2 separate regions of the Zea mays genome follow, and region 1 is linked to region 2. A link is a contact called in public Hi-C data. All regions are on one chromosome and are shown on one strand. The core of a region is the stretch at or near the end of the contact, and the rest is flanking DNA. Distances in the headings are between cores, read along the strand shown.

The links. Hi-C and Micro-C count contacts between places; a contact is called where the count stands out from the background.
Region 1: a contact with region 2 is called in a Hi-C map of tassel, with 3 times the contacts expected there. The contact joins the promoter of LOC103654617 here to the promoter of LOC100276025 in region 2. A contact is called at or near these places in 2 of 25 Hi-C or Micro-C datasets (ear and tassel).

The regions. Positions count from the first base shown.
Region 1 is chr4:219,253,065-219,255,845 of Zm-B73-REFERENCE-NAM-5.0, forward strand. LOC103654617 (BEL1-like homeodomain protein 1) reads right to left here and starts at 1,371. Exons shown (of 5, transcript NM_001357887.1): 1 at 1,305-1,371; 2 at 1-555. The coding sequence starts at 437.
Region 2 is chr4:218,970,710-218,973,454 of Zm-B73-REFERENCE-NAM-5.0, forward strand. It overlaps LOC100276025, which reads right to left and starts at 1,475. Exons shown (of 2, transcript NM_001374094.1): 1 at 1,146-1,475; 2 at 1-1,065. The coding sequence starts at 1,409.

The DNA of each region.
Region 1 (2,781 bases), core at 121-2,620, 280 kb after region 2:
GCGGCCACCGCGGCCACGGTGACCGGCGGCGCCTCGCGGGACGACAGGCTGAGCACGGCGCTGACCCCAGCAGCACCCGCGGCGCCGGGAGTCTGCGCCTGCGCCTGCGGCGACATGTCCGCGGCGCCGCCAGCCATGGCCGGGGTCCACAGGTTGTAGCCCGACGGCGGCGGCGCCTGGACCTGGAGCGGGATGCCGACGAAGTGCTGCTGCGCGGCCGGCGGCGACTGCTGCTGGTGGTGGTGCGCGAAGGACGCCGGCGTCATGGTGGTCACGGCCGAGTTGAGGAGCATCATGTTGGCCGCCCCCGGCGTGGACGCGCCGCCGTCGTCAGCGTAGCCGCCGGCGTAGCTCGGGTTCATGAGGTACAGCGTCTGCAGGCCGTCGGTGCTGGCCTGGATGTCCGTGCCGGCGCCACCGTGGTAGTACGCCGCCATCGCCTACAGGTCGACGCCGACGCCCCCAAAAATCTCGGCTTGTCGTGCTCTTGTGCGCGAAATTATCCTCAACTAATAGCGTGATGATGACTGCAAGATCGTAAGCAGGTGGTTTTGCCTGCAAGCCCAAAGAGGAAGAACAAGAATCGAAGAGGTTATAAACACATAACACTACCTCAGATGAACAAAAAAAAAATGAAAAAGAATACCAAAGCAATGATTTGAGGAGTATGTGGCGTGAGAAGTGAAACTGGATCCATGAAGAGTGAAGGTTGCAGGGGGGAGAGGGAGATGTGTAGCTAGCTAGGGTGCAGCATGCCAGCATGTATATATGCATGGAAAAGGAAGAACACACTAAGCTAGCTATATCTAGCAGCTCGAGAGGAGATAGCTTGAGAGAGATGTGGAATAGGCATCAGTATCAGAGAGAGAGAAAAAATATATTAATAAGGAAAGGAAAAGGCAGGCATCATCCCATCTTCATCAAGTGATTTAACAAAGAAAAAAACGGGGTGCGCAGATGTCAACACAAGCACGCACACATACACATCACCCCAGCAGCGCACACATCTATCTTCCTCCTCACCATCTCTATCTATTTCTCTATGTCAGTTACCTCAGGAACTGATGCAGCTACCAGCTTATGAGCTCCGGCACGTGCTGTCCTTTCCCTTGAACAAAAGAAAATTAGCTGCCTGCCTTCGCCTCTCTCTCTCCTTTATTCTCTCTATATGGGGAAAGAGAATTAGAGGGGGAGAGGGTTGTTGAAGATCGTCCTAGCTAGAGAGAGGCAGGAGGAAGAGAGGGCCGGAGAGGAGGGATGAGCAAGAACAAGAAGAAGGTGAAGAAGGGGTGATGTAAGAGTACCAAGGTATCAAGAGCATGAGATCACTCATGTCAGTACCGAGTGCCTGCGAGAGCTCCTTTATTTCCCTTTTGCTCTCAATCTCTCTCTCTACAGAAGACACCGGCCTATATATCCCTCTCTCCTTCCTGCTTCCTCTGATCCTCTCTCTCATCTATCTCCTCCAGCTGAAAGGGAAAGAGGCCGGGGGAGGGAGACCGGCTAGCAGGCCAATTAGCAAAGTCTTTTAGAGAGAGAAAAGAGAGAGAGAGAGATGAAAAAGGACAGTGGAGGAAGGATACCCACCTCCCACTTCCAATATTATCCTCACACAGCCCAGCCCCCACAACTTCCCCCTTTTTATTCTCTCTAGATTTCTAGCTAGCTACAAGATTTTTCTCCCCACTCCTCTCTCTTTCTCTCTCTCACACACACATGAAGCAATGCAAAAGCATTTTAGGTGTGCAGACCCCATCTGCACAGTTTTTGGCCTTGGGTGACCAATTTGAGCACACAACGCAATCAGAGAGGACTGGTGTGTACAAGTAGGGAGTGATTGCGCTCTGTGCCCTCAAATATCAACCGTGTGCATGCAGCATGCATGTGGACTTTTATGTACTGTAAGGGGTGTTTGGTTTCTAGGGACTAATGTTTAGTCCCTTCATTTTATTCCTTTTTAGTCTATAAATTGCTAAATATAGAAATTAAAATAAAATTTTAGTTTCTATATTTGATAATTTTAGAACTAAAATGGAATAAAATGTAGGGACTAAAAATTAGTCCCTACAAACCAAACACCCATTAAATTTGGTTAAAGCAACCTCACCCTCCTTTCTTTTTTTTTTCTTTTTTGTTAAACATGACTGTATACAAGAAGAAAACAGAGAATTCTTTATTTTTTGAGTTTTCCGCAAGCACAATGATTTGGCTCGACGAAAGCCACGCGCACACCTCAAGCTACCTAGCTGTGATATGGTTCCCTCTTGCGTTAAGTGTTAACCAAGGCATTATATTCATAGGAGATACTTTGCAGAATAGACAGGTAGTGGCAAGAGCATACAAGAAATTATCTCAACGACAATATTAATTGGACCAATTGAATCAATTATTTCACCATATCTATCTCAGGGCCCGTTTGTTTTCTTTGATTTTAAGGAATTGAAATCTAACTAGCGGAGCATACTATTTTTTTTTTATTTTTTAGAACATGACATTACATAACTTTATAGAGTTTATATACAAGTATATCTCAAATTCATGGGATGAGAGATGTAAATTGATTCTATAGATTTACATATGCTACTTTTTCTAGTGTACAACTTATAGCACACGCTTTTGCTTGCTTCTTTATAGCATAAATGTACTGTATAACTATCTCTCTCATATGATTTAAGATAATATACAAATAAATTGCATATTAACTTAATTAGTTTGTGTCTAAATTATTATTTTGTATCTAAATTGTGATTATTATGGAATTCAATTCCCAACCAAACAAAC
Region 2 (2,745 bases), core at 225-2,724:
TTCTTTTAGCCTTGATGATAGAGGTGGAACTTTTTTCAGAATTTCTTGCATAAATGCATCTTCATTACAAGGCCCTGCTGATCCATCACTGATGATTGAAGTCTGCTTGCTAAGAATGGGTTCACCTTCAGCATCTAAAGAGTAACCAGGATAAGCTAAAAGTTTGTCCCACGAGGGCTGTAGGAAGACAACAAAAGTCTCACGGCTGATGTCTGTGGAACTCGAAGGTCTACTCACAGCATGAAGTGTAGATTTCAATTTCCCTTGGGACAAGATGTCTGCTGCCTCTCCAACTTGAACAATGAAGCTCTCAGGAGAGCATCTAACAGAGAATATCTTCCTTCCATTGCATAACTGTAGGTGTGTGTGGCCATCAGGAGGATGATATTCCAGATTGACCAAACTTTTTTCATCCTCAGAGACGCTCATGAACAACGGTGCTGTTAAAACAGTGAAGATTCCATAGTCATAGTGCCATTCCTGCCATAGGTTTAACAGGGAAATTTCAGCAGCCTGACCCTGAATCGAGGCATCATTAGAATTATTTTCTTCTATTGCCATTACAGTAGTCCCATCTTCTGACTTAATACAGCACGGGCACACTGACCCGGACCTATTTCCAGAGCATGACTGGTAAGGTTGTACTGCCACTTTACTTGCCGAACCTTTCCTCTTTGCATTGTTATCCCTGATCACAATGTTATCCAGCTCAGAGTGGTAGTGAATGAGCCTAGCCTTTGCTGTCCCAAAGTCAGTGATGCTCTGCTCTAGCTGACCTCTACCGATGACAATATCGCAAGCTCGTGCAATCAAGATTCCAAGCTCCATCATGTACAAACCAAGCTCCTTAATGAGGTCACCCAGATTATCCATATCATCAGCATCATCATCATCATTAACATCCTCGGATTGGTTACAATCCTGTACCCTATCAGAAGAATTGAACCCATTGTTGTTCACCGACTCTAGCAAGACGAGTTCACCTGAATGCCTTAGAAGCTGCGCGAACGAGGATACGGACCGATCGAGCTTCTTCAAAGGAACGTCGCTGCCCAAACCGTGCTTCTGAAATAATCGACGGAAATATATCAAGGCACACTGTAGTTTCAACATCAACGAGATCGAAAGGGGAGGTGCAGGGGTACCTTGAGGAGTTGGGAGCGGGTCAGGTGATCCATGAGGGCGACGCGTCGGGCCAAGGGGAGGAGTCGTCGCCGGAGGGCGCCCACGCGCGGCACTCCGTCGATAGCCAGCAACCCGGACCCACCTCGGCCGAGCTCGGTTGCGACGGTGTCCACAACACGTCGGCAGCGGCCGTCGTCAGCAAGAGTCTCGGGAGATAGGAGGGCGACTAAGTCGGAGAAGGAGAGCTCCGCGATGTCCAGCACCGTCGTCGCAGCCACCGCCATGTTCGACACAGGCAAGCTCCCAGGAGAAACTGAGAAAGGCGACGGCGGCGAAGTTCTGCGTAGTGTGTCTCACGCCAATGGGCCACGACTTGTTGGGCTGTGTAAACCTGTGGCAGTTTTTGGGAGACCTTGAAACTCAAATCCCCTTCATCCCTGTTTTTCCTAGTACGAGTAATTTTAGGAAGTGTTATTTTAATAAGACACTAGTTACATGTCCGTGCTTTACAATGTCAAATAAAATATTTAGTAAAATATTAATGCACAATAATTACATAGAAACAAAAAACACTTATATTATCACCAACTTTAATATCTTAAAAATTGTTTGCTAACAAATATAATCTTACCCTTATATGATTAGTGGTAGCGGCATGAACACATATGAGAGTAGAATAAAGTGAAACTATTTTGGTACTTCTCTCGCAAAGACAGAAATGTCTAAAAGTTGAGTTGCTTAATATGACATGACAGTTAACATAACCCATAAAAAAATATGAACCGAAATATGGTCCCCCGCCAGCCAAGCACTCTCTCTCTCTCTCTCTCTCCTTCAGCACGAGCATAGTCCATCCCATCCAGATCCAGTCGAGCCTGATGGTACCGTCCAACTCTATCAGCACTACAGTGCCATCCTAGACAGCGGGCACGAACACGAAGAAGAGTGAGATCGGCCTGGATGCCTATTGTGATGCATAGAACTACGAACCACCTGAAATATAGCGTGTGAAAAAATATAGAATAAGATGAAACCAAAAACATGATAAATGCATGTAGTTCTTTGTGTGAACGCACACCTCATGTATAGAGTTCGATGTATCCACAAACTCTGCAAAGGTTGGTCTTAGAGTAGGATCTTTCTGCCAGCATCTCTATAGTAGTTCAGTGAGCATAGGATGTGTAGCAGCGACAATAGTAAACCTCAGATCCTGCATGAAGAGGTATCGTATCTACCAAATTAGGATTCGAAACAGGAACTCCACAACACTTTCACAAGGAGTATTTTACTTCCCCACCAAGCACCGAAAAAATATAAATGAGTTACAACTCAACATTCGCCTTCTATTTGGAACCTTTTCCTTTCAACAAATTAAAGGAGTATGATAACAACAAGATGTTCTACTATTCTTTTTTTAACAAACCATAGTAACTTCTGTGTTAAGCTACGACACCTTTTAAACACTGACAACTGCTGCCTAAAGAGGTGTCATGTCTTCATATGGAAGCTAAAAAGAAAAGGCCAGCTCAACAATTAGCAAAACCATGCTTCTTCTTTACCATTACACCGGTAAAACAAAATGATGGCGAGAGAAAAATAACCTTTGCACTGAATCCTAGT